Linked DNA regions of Mus musculus: regions 1 and 3 are each linked to region 2. A link is a contact called in public promoter capture Hi-C data. All regions are on one chromosome and are shown on one strand. Each heading gives the region's core, a stretch centred on a gene start, on an enhancer-like site or on the middle of the called end of the contact. The rest is flanking DNA. Distances are from core to core; before and after follow the strand shown. Region 1 holds the start of Dnajc30 (DnaJ heat shock protein family (Hsp40) member C30). Region 2 holds the start of Pop7 (processing of precursor 7, ribonuclease P family, (S. cerevisiae)). Region 3 holds the start of Nsun5 (NOL1/NOP2/Sun domain family, member 5).

The links. Promoter capture Hi-C pulls out the DNA fragments that hold promoters and counts their contacts.
Region 1: a contact with region 2 is called in a promoter capture Hi-C map of pre-B cells, with 4 times the contacts expected there. The contact joins the promoter of Dnajc30 here to the promoter of Pop7 in region 2. A contact is called at or near these places in 2 of 39 promoter capture datasets (liver and pre-B cells) and 1 of 9 other capture datasets (liver).
Region 3: a promoter capture Hi-C map of liver shows a contact between it and region 2, with 4 times the contacts expected there. The contact joins the promoter of Nsun5 here to the promoter of Pop7 in region 2. A contact is called at or near these places in 1 of 39 promoter capture datasets (liver) and 1 of 115 datasets of contacts at active chromatin or transcription factors (large pre-B cells).

What each region holds. Positions count from the first base shown.
Region 1 is chr5:135,061,403-135,065,752 of GRCm38.p6, forward strand. It overlaps Dnajc30 (DnaJ heat shock protein family (Hsp40) member C30), which reads left to right and starts at 2,804. Exons shown (of 1, transcript NM_025362.3): 1 at 2,804-3,963. The coding sequence starts at 2,849. The coding sequence ends at 3,508. Bud23 (BUD23, rRNA methyltransferase and ribosome maturation factor) reads right to left here and starts at 3,557. Exons shown (of 13, transcript NM_025375.4): 1 at 3,122-3,557; 2 at 2,612-2,773; 3 at 2,482-2,519. The coding sequence starts at 2,659.
Region 2 is chr5:137,500,983-137,505,130 of GRCm38.p6, forward strand. Pop7 (processing of precursor 7, ribonuclease P family, (S. cerevisiae)) reads right to left here and starts at 1,447. Exons shown (of 2, transcript NM_028753.2): 1 at 1,297-1,447; 2 at 457-1,097. The coding sequence starts at 1,087. The coding sequence ends at 665.
Region 3 is chr5:135,367,430-135,371,807 of GRCm38.p6, forward strand. Nsun5 (NOL1/NOP2/Sun domain family, member 5) reads left to right here and starts at 2,524. Exons shown (of 10, transcript NM_145414.2): 1 at 2,524-2,647; 2 at 2,762-2,884; 3 at 3,812-3,986; 4 at 4,069-4,177. The coding sequence starts at 2,555. Trim50 (tripartite motif-containing 50) reads left to right here. Exons shown (of 6, transcript NM_178240.3): 6 at 1-225. The coding sequence ends at 225.

The DNA of each region.
Region 1 (4,350 bases), core at 1,554-4,053, 2.4 Mb before region 2:
CCAAAAGAGTCAGGAAAATAAAGAAGCAATAATCAGTTAGAGGGACTCTTTCTACCTTAAATTCTTTTTACTTCATTTAATGTGTGTGTGTGTGTGTGTGTGTGTGTGTGTGTGTGTGTGCGCGCGCACGCACATGCACAAGCACAAGATCAGAGGCCAAATTGCTCAATCTGGTTCTCTTCTTCCAACAGGAATTTCTAGGGATTGAACTCAAGTCATAAAGCTTTACCCTCTGAGCTATCTGGCTAGCTCTTGCCTAACAATTTTAAACTTACAATTCTAACTTGAAATCAACAAACTCAAATGCAGTCCTGTGATGGGCATGGATGCTTCCACAAATTTCTGTACTCAAACAGCTGAGGCAAGACTAAGAGTTTAAGGCCAACCTGGGCAAGACCCTGTCTCAAAACACCACCAGTGGGGGCTGGAGAGATGGCTCAGTGGTTAAGAGCTCCAGTTGCTCTTCCAGAGGTCCTGAGTTCAATTCCCAGCAACCACATGGTGGCTCACAACCATCTGTAATGGGGATCCGATGCCCTCTTCTGGTGTGTCTGAAGACAGCTACAGTGTACTCATATACATAAAATAAATACATCTAAAAAACAAAAACAAAACCAACAACAACAACAAAAAAAAAAACCACCAGTAAAGTAGTCCCAAAAGTCCACTTGATAGAGGTGCATGTCATTTTATTGTGCACATATTTTATTAAAATGTGTGTTTGTGAGTGTGCGTATACATATATAAATGCATACAGTACATTGTTTTGCCTGCATGTATGTCTATGTAAGGATGTCAGATCTTGGAGTTAGAGATGGTTGTGAGCAGTCATCTGGGTGCTAGAAACTGAACCCAAGTCCTTTGGAAGAGCAGTCAGTGCTCCTAACTGCTGATCCATCTCTCCAGCAGAGCTGGCAGGAATAGGACCAATCACGCAGCAAGTGACGAGTCAGGGACCACCTACAACTCGACTGGGCCTTCCCGCTTTACTCCTTAGGAGTGTCTTCTCTCAGAGTCACCTTCCATACTTCCTTTCACATACAAGGACCAGCAACGGACAACAAACGTTAGGCTGTGGCTCGGTGGTAGAGCACTTGCCTACCACACAAGAGGCCCTAAGTTCAATCCCTAGTACCTCCAAAAAGCAGCAAGATTCGCCTCAGGAGTCAACGGTGAGTGCCTGGCCATACATCCCACCCCCGGTACCAGAAAATGGAAACCTTACAGCGTCGACCCTGAGAAAACACAGTATAATGCCAGCACGAGGTCCATGTCTCCACAGAACCAAACTCATCTCTGTGAGTTGAAGGATAGCCAGGAAGAATGGGGAAGAGACAGTAAATCAGAGTACAGTAGAGCATAGCTGTGCATGTCTGGAATCCCCATATGCAGACGGCAGAAGGCCAGCCTTATATGATAATGTGGCCATATCTCAAAAAAATTAGCAAAATAAACTATAATCAACTTACTTAACTCTAGAGTTACTAAAGAATGACTTTTAGGCCAATATACTCAAAATGACATTTCAGTACATAATCAGTATAAAATTGTGAATGTGTTGTGTGTGTGTGTGTGTGTTGTGTGTATGTGTGCTCATTTCTTCACATTAGGCCATTTTGACTTACAGTTTTAATAGCTAGCTACTGACTGCCATACTGAACAGAGAATGGCCACACCTGGTCTTCCCAAAAATCAAGGTAAACAGCCCCACAGAAGAGTGTTCCATACAGCCATACGTGCGGGACCATGTCTGCAATTTTACCACTAGTAAGGTAGAGACAAGAGGGTCTGGAATTCAATCACCTCCACTACATAGCAAGTTCAAGAATACTCTGGGCAATATGAGACCAGGTTTCAAACAAACAAACAAAACCAAATAAGCTACCATGTAGAGGATTCAGATATTATTTATGTCAATGGTTGACATGACAACTCAGTGCAATCATGCATTTAAATAAAGATCACAATAAACCCACAATGAGTATGTCCTCTCTCTAATAGTACTGATTCCTTCCGGGGGTGTAGCCTAATGGTAGAGTGCTTTTCAGAATCATCCAGTGAATGGCTAGGGGTGTGCCTCAAAAGTAAAATGTCTACTTAGAATCCCCAAGCGAGGGGCAGGAAGTATCGCTCAGTGACAGACCACTTATGCAGTATGACAGTACCTTATCATATCTTCTAACTATTGCTTACTTTACCACATATTTAAAACACATTGTCAAACGACCCAGGGTAAACTGGAGATGAATATACCCACACTGAGGTAGCAAGATCTTTCCAGGAGCTCAATGGCTTCAAGTTCCCTTTACCGGTGGCAGAACTGCATGTACGCAGACCCACACACACACACACACACACACACACACACACACACTCACACACACTCCCAAATTCTACATGCTTTCCAAGGGACGCCCATAATCGGGGCGACTCGCCGATCCCGACCCCCGCGATGCCGCTCAACAGCCATGCTCTCCTCACTTGCGAACGTATTTCCGGGCTTCATTCTGGTCATAAAACTGTTGAGAAGAGAAAAACACATGGGAGTTTTAAGGGAAGAATCCAAAAGCAGTCATTCTAGAAAAAGACCAAGACCTGGCGGGGCTCTCACCAGCTCCGGCGGTCCGCTGTGTTCGGGTCTCCGGCTACGAGATGCCATCTCGATGGTATGGCAACGCTGGGACCGGCGAGCACTAGCGCGACGCTTTGACGTCATCAATCTGCGCCCGCCTCAGGCGGACCTTTTCCCCCGCCTTTCCTTTTATTTGATTGGCTAGAAGGTGGGGACGCCGCTCAGGATTCGAGGCCTCCATTGGCTGCCTCGGCGCCGCCCCCTCCCAGCCACAACATGGCGGCCGCGCGCTGCCTGGGGTGGACCCTGTCACCGCTATGGAGATGGTGGCAGGTCCGGGGGTTGCCTCCGAGTTCCGCCACGGGTTTGTGCTCGCGAGGGAGGACTTACTCCCGCACCGCCCTCTATGAGCTGCTGGGCGTCCCCTCCACGGCCACGCAAGCACAGATCAAAGCGGCGTACTACCGGCAGAGCTTCCTCTACCATCCGGATCGCAACCCCGGGAGCGCCGAGGCCGCCGAGCGCTTCACGCGCGTCTCCGAAGCTTACCTGGTCTTGGGCAGCACCATCCTCCGGCGCAAGTATGACCGAGGTTTGCTCAGCGACCAGGACCTGCGCGGACCTGGCGTCAAGCCCTCTAAGACGCCCGTGGCCGATCCCGCTCCTCCTCGCCCTCCTCCCTACACCCCTCGGGCTCCCGGTGGCTCTAGGGCTTCTCCCGGCGACGGTCGCACCATGTTCGACTTTGACGCCTTCTACCAGGCGCACTACGGAGAGCAGCTAGAGAGAGAACGGCGTTTGCGCGCCCGGAGGGAAGCCCTTCGCAAAAAGCAGGAGAACCAGGCCAACAAGGGGACCAGCTGGGACGATACACGAGACGCCACTTTCTTTGTCGTCCTTTTCCTTATCTTCGTCTTTGTTGGCTTTCGTATTTAATCGGAGAAAAGGAGGGGAAGGGATCCAGCCCAAGCAACCTTCCTTTCTAGACCTTTGAACCATTGGTCTGCGATTGACTTGACTTCCTCTAGTGGTGTTCTCTTGACCCTCCTCACACCCTCCAGCCTGGCCAGTGATCAACACATCCCTCTCCTTTGGTCCAGAAAAAGACGCTTTTCAGTGGCCAAGAAAGAGGCCCCCGGATAAAGATTCCTGTGAAGACCAGAAATTTAAGTGCTTTCCAGAGTCCCCTGGGTGCCTGTTCATTTCTAGAAGTTACCTTCAGTTGCCAACTCCCAGAACACTTGCTGCGGTTTTAACCAGAAGCCCTGAGCAAGATTTGCCCTGTCCCCTGCCACATGTCTGTATAATAGGTGGTGTTTCCCCTGTAACTGCTGAACTGTGCAATACGACTGGTTGTCCGATGCCAAAAAGATTTAATTCTTGGGGACTCGAGTGAAATTTGTTTTTCTGTGTTACCCCAAGCCACAGGTGAGACTTGATCAAAGATCCAGCAGACGCTGGGGATGTAGCTCTGTGAGAGAATGCTAGCAACAAAAGGCACAGGGTTTAGGCCCCAACTCTGTTATCTTTTGTGTCCTCCTTCCCCACTAAGAAAAAGAGTCAAAGATTGCCAATTTTTTCCCCTCAGTTCTGTACCACACCATTTCTGTTGTGTGGAAGTGAGAAAAAAAAAAAAAAAAAACAAAGGCTTGAGGGTAAGGAATGCAGTTCTGTGTCTAGGGAGTGCCCTTGGGTGCTGTGTGAACCTAACAGCAGAAGGATATGATTTGTCCTTCATATTTTTCTCCACAGTGGTGGTGTAGGGTGGTGTTACTGGA
Region 2 (4,148 bases), core at 197-2,696:
AATATTCATGATTATTTGACAAGTGCCTTGCCTATTGAGCCATCTCCCCATCCCTCCCCCGTCATAATTCTTGTGGTTACTAGGAATTGAACCTCTGGCCTAATCCTATGCTAGGCAACTAGGTAACACTCACTAGTCACGATTCCTTTGCTGAGTTATATCCACAAAGAACTTCCCTCACCTTTAAACCTTCTCTTTTCCCAAGCCTGGGAACCATGAGAGCCGGATACATCCCAGCTGTAGCTAGCTCAGTCGATGAGTCTACTCTCTCATCTTCCTGAGAGCACACTGTAACAATTAAGCTTCCGTGTTACACTCAACAAATTTGATTCCCGTCATACTGTGGTTCAATGTGAGATGCCTTACTGTGGCCTATATACTTGCTCTTTCCTACCATTTTCCTATTCAAGTACACACAGAATTACACTAGGAAAAAGAGGCCATTCGAAGCCCGGCACCAACACAACTTAATAATTTATTATACAGGACAAGGAAGATTCACTTCTCGGGCTCTCCATTCTCAGTCCTCTAGGCTGAAGTAACAAGGTAACAAGAGGCTCAGGACAGAACTCAGAACAAGAGCCACTATGAAGCACTAGAAACCTCGGCCACATGGATGTGTGTGCTCAGAAGCCTTGGTGGGTCCAAGTCAGCCTCCCTTCAGTTACTTGGGCGTGACCCTGAAGACTCGGATGTGGATGGCTGAGTTGTTCCTGACCCTCGTCAGGGGCTCCCGAGAGTCAGTCTCTGGCTCCAACTCGTCCACCAGCTCCACGGTGGAGGTATTGGCGGCCACCTGTAGGGACCCAAAGCTGCCCGCCTGCAGCTGCAGGGCGATGTTGATGGCCCGGTTGATGGCCAGGCCCAAGCCATGAATGTAGATTTCAGTGCATGCGTTCTGCCCCCTAGTGCCTCCGTCCAGGAGCTTTTGGCAGCGAGCTAGCTGGGCCTTAAAGTCAGTCTTCATGTTGACATAAATGTCGTTGGGCCTCCGGGGCAAGCGGTGGGGAAGTCGCTTCCGAAGGGTGTACTCCACAGGGTCCAGCTCAGCCTCGATGGCACAGCGGGGTTCTCTGTTTTCTGCCATGCTCTGAGTCCTGGCATGGAGAAGGAACAAGATTCAGGGAGGTCAGGAGAATCCTTTCTTGCCCGGCTTTCTAAGGGTGCAACCAGAAGGGGGCGCCCTCAACACCCTCTTCCTTCCCAGTGTCTCAAGCCCTTCCACTTCCGCTTTCTCCACTCCCAGTTTTAATTCATTCATCACGTGGTTCCCATTCCCGGCGTGTCCACGCCTACCTTCTTCCTTCCTCAGTGCCCTTCACTCGCGTGAGCCTCGCCGACCGATCCAAGTGGACGTCGCTGGCCTCGATATGCAGAAGAAGAACGGAGAAGGGATCGGAAGAGGAACGCCGGGCAGGCTCGCCAGCAAGGGCTACGCACTGCGCACGCGCGTCCCCGCTCCAAGCCGGAACCGATAAGCTTATGGCCTTCTAGGCTTCCGTACTCTCCGCCTCCTTTCCTCGTGCGCGTGCGCAAGGCGATTTAAGGCTCGCGAGACTTGAGGGTTCGCAGGGTTCTAGTGAGCGCTTCGAAGGGCGGGACTAGCTAGCAGAGGCGGGGCTAATTGACAGAGGCGGGCCCAAGAGGGGCGTGGCGTGGATCGCCCAGTTCTCCCCTCCCCGGGCAGGGCGGGACTCGAGGATCGAGGCGGGAAGCAGGGCTGGAAAAGGGGGTTCGGGCAGCGACCCCGGGTCAGCATTGGAGCTGGGATCGCAGGGGCCGGAAGCCTGTAGTCCACGTCCATCCCACTTCTGAGCAGTGGAGTTGACAGCTGACCTCCCGCCCGACGTCCTGACAGCCCCGGAAGCCGAGAAATCGAAGGGATCGTGTCCACCATGATGGACTCCTCCCTCTGCGAGGGACCCACATGAGGTGCCAAGTGTTGGCAGCTTCCCGCCACACCTCTTAACTGTCCCGCCGCACTCGAGCTGCTTCCCGCGACCGGCAAGCCATGACCGGCCGCTCCCTGGCGGAAGGGACAGGAACTGCAGTGCTTGGGTTCCTAGCCCCTGAAAGTTAGTGGGAATCTGGATCTCTGCCCGCAATGGTAAAGCATTTGGACCGTTCCCTGCAGAAAGGCGTGAAGCCTGCTTTGGGGCTTCGTCCTAGATACATCTCCAGGCCACTTACCTAGGCTGAATCTGACTGAAGGCTGGAAAGGGAAGTGTGCACTCTGCTATATAGCCAACCTTGAACTTCTGATCCCCCTGCCTCCACCTTGTGAGTGCCAGGGTTATAACCGCAGGGACTCACTCAACTGAGATACATCCCTAACTTCTAGGATTTAGGTTAAAATGGAAGGTTTGACATGCTAGACCTCAGTTTACTCCGAGCTGATCTATATATTTAATGAACATTTAGAGGAGTCTCAGGAAGAGTTGCACATATAAACCAAAAAATCTTTTTTTGGGGGGTGGGGGTGGGGATAGGGTTTAACGATGTAGCTCAGGCTAGCCTAGAACTCATGCTCCTGCCTTGGCCTCCCCAGCGCTAATGTTTTAGGTGTGCACGACTGCACCATTTTAATAAACTTATCCTAAAACTTATGGCAAATAAATAGACTGAATAAAATGATTTTGTAACGTTGTTGGACTCAACTGTCTTAGCAATTACGAGCACTTTCTGCTCTTCAAGATGACTCTCTTGAAGAGGACTCGAGTTTGTTCCCGGTACCCATGTTGAATGTTAAGTCCAGCTTCAGGAGACCTGACACCCTCCTCTGGCCTGTGTGTGTGCCCAGACACACACAGGCACATATATAAAAATTTAAAAATATATATTTACTTTTAAAGCTATGGCTATTGTGTGTATGCAGTGCAGGGACCATACACGTTGTGAAGTCGATTCCTCAACCTTTATATTGGTTCTGAGGAGCAAAGGCTCACACAGCAAGGACTTCACAGCTCACACACTGATCCATCTTGCCAGCCCCTTAAGACTTACCATGCAAATACGGTCATTAAGAAAAGTGTGCTGTTGGCAGGTGTATATATACAAAAATCAATAAAATAGAGAACTCAGAAACACTCAAGTACACCAAGCCATTGGAGAAAGGGCCTCACAGCCAGGCTGGCATCAAACTCAGTGAGCGTGCCCTTGAAGGTTGGCTCAACTGCCTCCCGCTGCCAAGTGTGGGAATTACAGGTGTGGGCCAGCATAGCTGATTCATGCAGTGTACTTGCTACCATTTGAGTTATAGCTCCGGCCAACTCATTGTCTTGACAGAAATGCAAACATAGCACAATGCAAAAGGACTGTGTATCGAGTGCTTCTGAAACAGACCCGAGGGTGGGGGAGGGCCTTAAGACCATAGCGTGGCCAGTGGCTCTGAATATGAAACTGTTAACTATAAAACAAATGGAGAAAATGTAAGGGGATTCTTCAAGAGGCTAGTCAGGCAACCAGTCCAGAGACAGGGTCGAGGTGGGGTGGGGAAGACAGATAAGCTGTTGTTCATCAAAATTTCAAGGGTGGAGGGTCTAAGGTAAGGCTACCCACTGTGAAACCCAAGAACCTGAGGTGGGGCCCTGGGACCCACCATAATAGAAGAAAAAAGTCCACTCCCAAAAGCTTTCCTATGAGTGTATGTCCATGCTCATATACTCCCCAAACACACTCAAAATAAATAAATTTAAAAATAAAATTTAGAAACCTTTAAAGCTGGGCACGATGACTCACCCTGTAATACAAGCACTTAGGAGACTGCGGCAGGAGGATTGTCATGGCCTCGAGGCCAGGTTAAGCTAGAGCGCTCCAGACTGCAATGTGAGACCCTGTCTCAAAAAGAAAACTTTTATGAACAACCAAAATAATATGAAAACAGGATGCACAAAGCTGGGTGTGGTGGTGCACGCTTGGTCCAGGCATGCAGGAGGTAGAGGGCAGGAGGCCTAGTCCCATCCTGGGCTATATAGCAAGTCTGAGGCCAGCTTAGGTCTGAGACCTGTCTATAGAGAGAAGGGCTGGAGAGATGACTCAGCGGGTGAAGTGCATTCTATCCAAGCCTAATGACCTGAGCCTGATGAACCGCAGGACCTACGTAAAGACGGGAGAGACCCGACACCACAGTAGTACTCTGACCTCCAAAT
Region 3 (4,378 bases), core at 1,274-3,773, 2.1 Mb before region 2:
CCTCATCGCATCGGCGTCTACTTACACTATGAGCAGGGTGAGCTCACGTTCTTTGACGCTGACCGTCCTGATGATCTGCGGACACTCTATACTTTCCAAGCTGACTTCCAGGGCAAGCTGTACCCTATCCTGGACACATGTTGGCATGAGAGGGGCAGCAACTCACTGCCCATGGTATTGCCCCCACCCAGTGGGCCTGGGCACTTCACACTGGGACAGGTATAGGCTGTCCTGGTCTGTCTTGCAAGACAAAGGGATTTGAGGGCTTCCGCTGGGTCTCAGTGTTTGGACTGCTTGAAAAGATTCTTCACACCCGCGTGTCCCCAGAACATTTATATCAGGGGATATAGCCTCTTCCTCACCACCTAGGGGTATGCGTGCCACCTTGCACCTTACCAGGTCCTATAGTTGCTCATAAAGTAGCCCTGTCCCCAGTACAGGAGAATGCCAGGGCCAAGAAGCGGGAGAGGGTGGGTAGGGGAGCAGGTCGGGAGGAGGGTATAGGGAACTTTTTGGGGTAGCATTTGAAATGTATATAAAGAAAATATCTAATAAAAATAAATAAAAAATAAAGTAGCCCTGTGCTTCCCAACTTGTCCAGCAGAGGGCAGAAACATTTCCTCACATATTTAAACGTTATCACTGGGGCCTTCAAACATCTATTAAAAACAATGCATTTGACATTTTTCTCATTAATTATTACTACTACTATTTTAATACTTATTTTTATGTAGGTGAATGCTTGCGGGTGCTGTGCCCACAGAGGTGTCATGACCGGAGTAAGAAGGTGCCTGGCAGGCGCTGCCAAGGCGTCCCCTTGAGGAATCACGCGATAGGCCTAGTATAAAGTTTGTTGGGAAAGGAAAGAGAGTGGGGACTTGGAAAAGGGTAGAGGGAGGGAAGGGGGTGGGGCAGAAAGAAGAAGAGACAGGCGGGCCAGGAACACGTGGGGACAGCGAGAGTGAAAGGAGAGGAGACTTGGGTAGTGACTAGCAGTCCTCTTCAACACTGCTGCTGTACCTGGCAAGCCGCATAAGTGGCAGCCGATGACGCAAGCTGTTGCTAAGTTGCTATTGAGCAGAGCCTAGCAGAATTGTCTGTAAGCCAACAGTCAGAAACTATGGAATCCCTTGGAGGTGGCATTACAAAAGGTTTTGATTGCCTAACATGTCTGGGAACAGTATGTGCTCTTAAGGTCTGAGCCACCTTTCTTAGGCCCAACTACCATTATTTTGATTGTCTCATGTAGTCCAGGCTGGTGTGAATTGGCTAGCCAAAGATGACCTCAAATCAATCTTTCTTCCTTTCCTTCCTTCTTTTCTTAAAAGATGTGAGAAGAGGGCATCAGATCCCCTTATAGATGGTTGTGAACCACCATGTGGTTCCTGGGAATTGAACTCAGGACCTTTGGAAAAGCAGACAGTGCTCTTAACCAGTGAGCCATCAGGAGCGTACCATCATGCCCGGTTTATACAGTGGAAGGATTGGAACCAAAGGCTTTCTGCCTGTTAGGCAAGCCCTCTATATAGATTGAGTCCCATCATTGGTCCTCCTCATCAATGTTGAGAATTGATCCCAGGGCTTTGCACATGCTAGGCAAGTGCTCTACTCCGAGGGACAATGTCTGTCGGCCCTATTAAACACCCACTTTTTTTTTTTTTTTAAACAATCTACTTTTTCCAGCGCTAGGGTCCCAGAGAGCCACATTTACTAGATGGGTGTTCAACAACTCCAAGCACACCAGTGGATTCTAGGCAGGTGCTCTACCACTGAGCCACGCCCCCAGCCCCTCCCTGGGGGATTCTAGGCAGGGACTCTACCACTGAGCCACGCCCCAGCCCCTCCCTGGGGGATTCTAGGCAGGGGCTCTACCACTGAGCCACATCCCAACCTCTCAGTGGAGGCATCAAGGCACGTGCTTTATTACTGAACCTTTCATCCGGTCACAGGGAGAGGCTGACACAGGACTGCTAGGAGAGTCTGCGTAGCCTTCTGAGTTCCAAAGTCTTAAAAAAAAAATTAAAAACTACAAAATAGCCTGGCGTGGTTGTGCACGCCTTTAATAAAAGCACTTGGGAGGCAGAGGCAGGCGGATTTCTGAGTTCGAGGCCAGCCTGGTCTCTACAGAGACAGCCAGGGGATACACAGAGAAACCCTGTCTCAAAAAAACAACAAAAACAAACAAACAAACAAAAAAAAAACCAATCCACAACAACAAACTACAAAATAGCTACACTGAATTCTAAAAAGAAAGTAGACTTTTTTCATTCTACATACAGGACCTCATTATGTAGCTCTGGCTGTCCTGTAACTACTTAGACCTAGCTGACCTTAAACTCGCAAAGATCCTTCTGCCTCTGTTTCCCGCGCGCTAGGATTAAAGGCGTGAGCCAGCCCGCTCGGATTTAGAGCCTAAGATTAATTTTTGGACGCTGAAAACGGAAAGCAGCGAACCCTTTGACTCCGGAAATCCGGTTGTACAAATTGTTGCGGCGGCCGTAAAGCCAGCCCGAGTTTTGCGACAGTGTCGTAGAGCGCTTGAGGCGGGGAGAGCATGGGGCTGTACGCGGCCGCCGCGGCGGTGCTGGCCGGCGTGGAAAGCCGCCAGGGCTCCCTCAAGGGGTTGGTGTATTCCAGCAACTTCCAGGTAGTGAGGCCGGGGGCTGGCAAGCCGGGCTGGGGAGCGGGGCTTGTCCGGGCGGGAGGGCGAGGCGAGGCGAGGCCCGCGTGGGGTGCAGCGGGTGTCCCCTGTGTCGCACAGAACCTGAAGCAGTTGTACGCTCTGGTGTGCGAGACGCAGCGCTACTCGGCCGTGCTGGACGCTGTCATCGCCAGTGCTGGGCTCCTTCGCGCCGAGAAGAAGCTGAGACCGCACCTTGCCAAGGTGAGCGGCGGCCAGAGGCTGTTACCCGTGCGTGGCTCTCACACTTCTTTCTGGGGTCCCAGTTGAGCTGGGTCAGATGTGACTCCCCTTGGAGCATTGCAGGAAGGGCTAAGTAGGACGAAGGTGCAAACTAGTAGTGGCTGAGGCTACCTACCGGACAGGGTGATGATGGCAAGGTCGGTCGGGGTCCAGAGCTCTGCTGGCGACCTGGGGGGTGGGGTAGGGTGGGGAGGGGGAGCTTCAGGCATGGGGCAGGACACGGGGTTTGCAGATGGCATTTGCTCTCGTCTCTTTACCCGCCTGCCTGGATGCCTGTCTTTTTGTAATGCTGGGAGATTGAACCCAGAGTCTCCAACAAGCCATAGAAGAGTTCTCCCACTGAGTCACACCCACAACACCTCATTGGACAGCATCACTAGACAGATGCTCTATTTTTGAGCAGTACCCCCAGCCCCTCACTGGGGGATTCTAGGCAGGTGCTTATTGCTGAGCTGCAATCCCTATTTCTTCTCTGGTGGATACTAAGCAAGCTTCCTACCCTACTGCTGAGCCACCGCCTCCGTTGCCTCCTCTTCCTTCTCCCCCTTTCGTCCTCTTCGGTCTTTAGAGACAGGCTTTCTCTGTGTCACCCAGGCTGTTCTGGAACTCACTCTGTAGATCAGGCTGACCTCGAACTTACAGAGAACCGCTTGTCTCTGCCTCTTGAGTGCTGGGATTAAAGGCACCATTACCCAGTTAGCTTGTAGTTTTCTTGCTTATGCATCTGATGTTGCTGGCATTATGGACATTTGCCCTAACATCATGCCATTAATTTCTTTTGTGATCTTGGGCAAGAGAACTCTATTGACATGACCATCTGGACAGGTACCTACTTCTCCCACTGGAGGGTTTTATGGTGTTAATAGTTTTGTGTTTTTTCCTGTCCAGGTGCTAGTGTATGAATTATTGCTGGGGAAGGGGTTTCGAGGGGGTGGAGGCCGATGGAAGGCTCTGCTGGGCCGGCACCAGGCAAGGCTCAAGGCTGAGCTGGCCCGACTCAAGGTTCATCGGGGTGTGAGCCGAAATGAGGACCTGTTGCAAGAGAGCTCCAGACCTGGCCAAGGTGACTTGGAGGCTGAGGGGCGGGAGGGGAGTGACCCTCAGAAGGCTCACCTCCCTCCCCACTTGACCACTGTGACTTCTAGCCTACCAGGTACCACGGTTCGTGCGTGTGAACACGCTCAAGACCCGCCCTGAGGATGCAATCGATTATTTCAAGAGACAAGGTTTCTCCTACCAGGGTCGGGCTTCCAGGTAAGAGCTGAACATCGTGCCCGGGTGCCTTCATTTTCCTCTGTGTCCAGGTTCTCAAGGAAGTAGGAGTCTGTTAGAGGGGAGACTAGGTGTGTGTATGTGGGATAATCACTGCTTTCTCTGGATGTTTTTCCTACTTTCCCAACAGAATTTTCTTTGTTTTTAAGAAAGATGTTGCTTTTAAGTGGTGCACATGTCTGT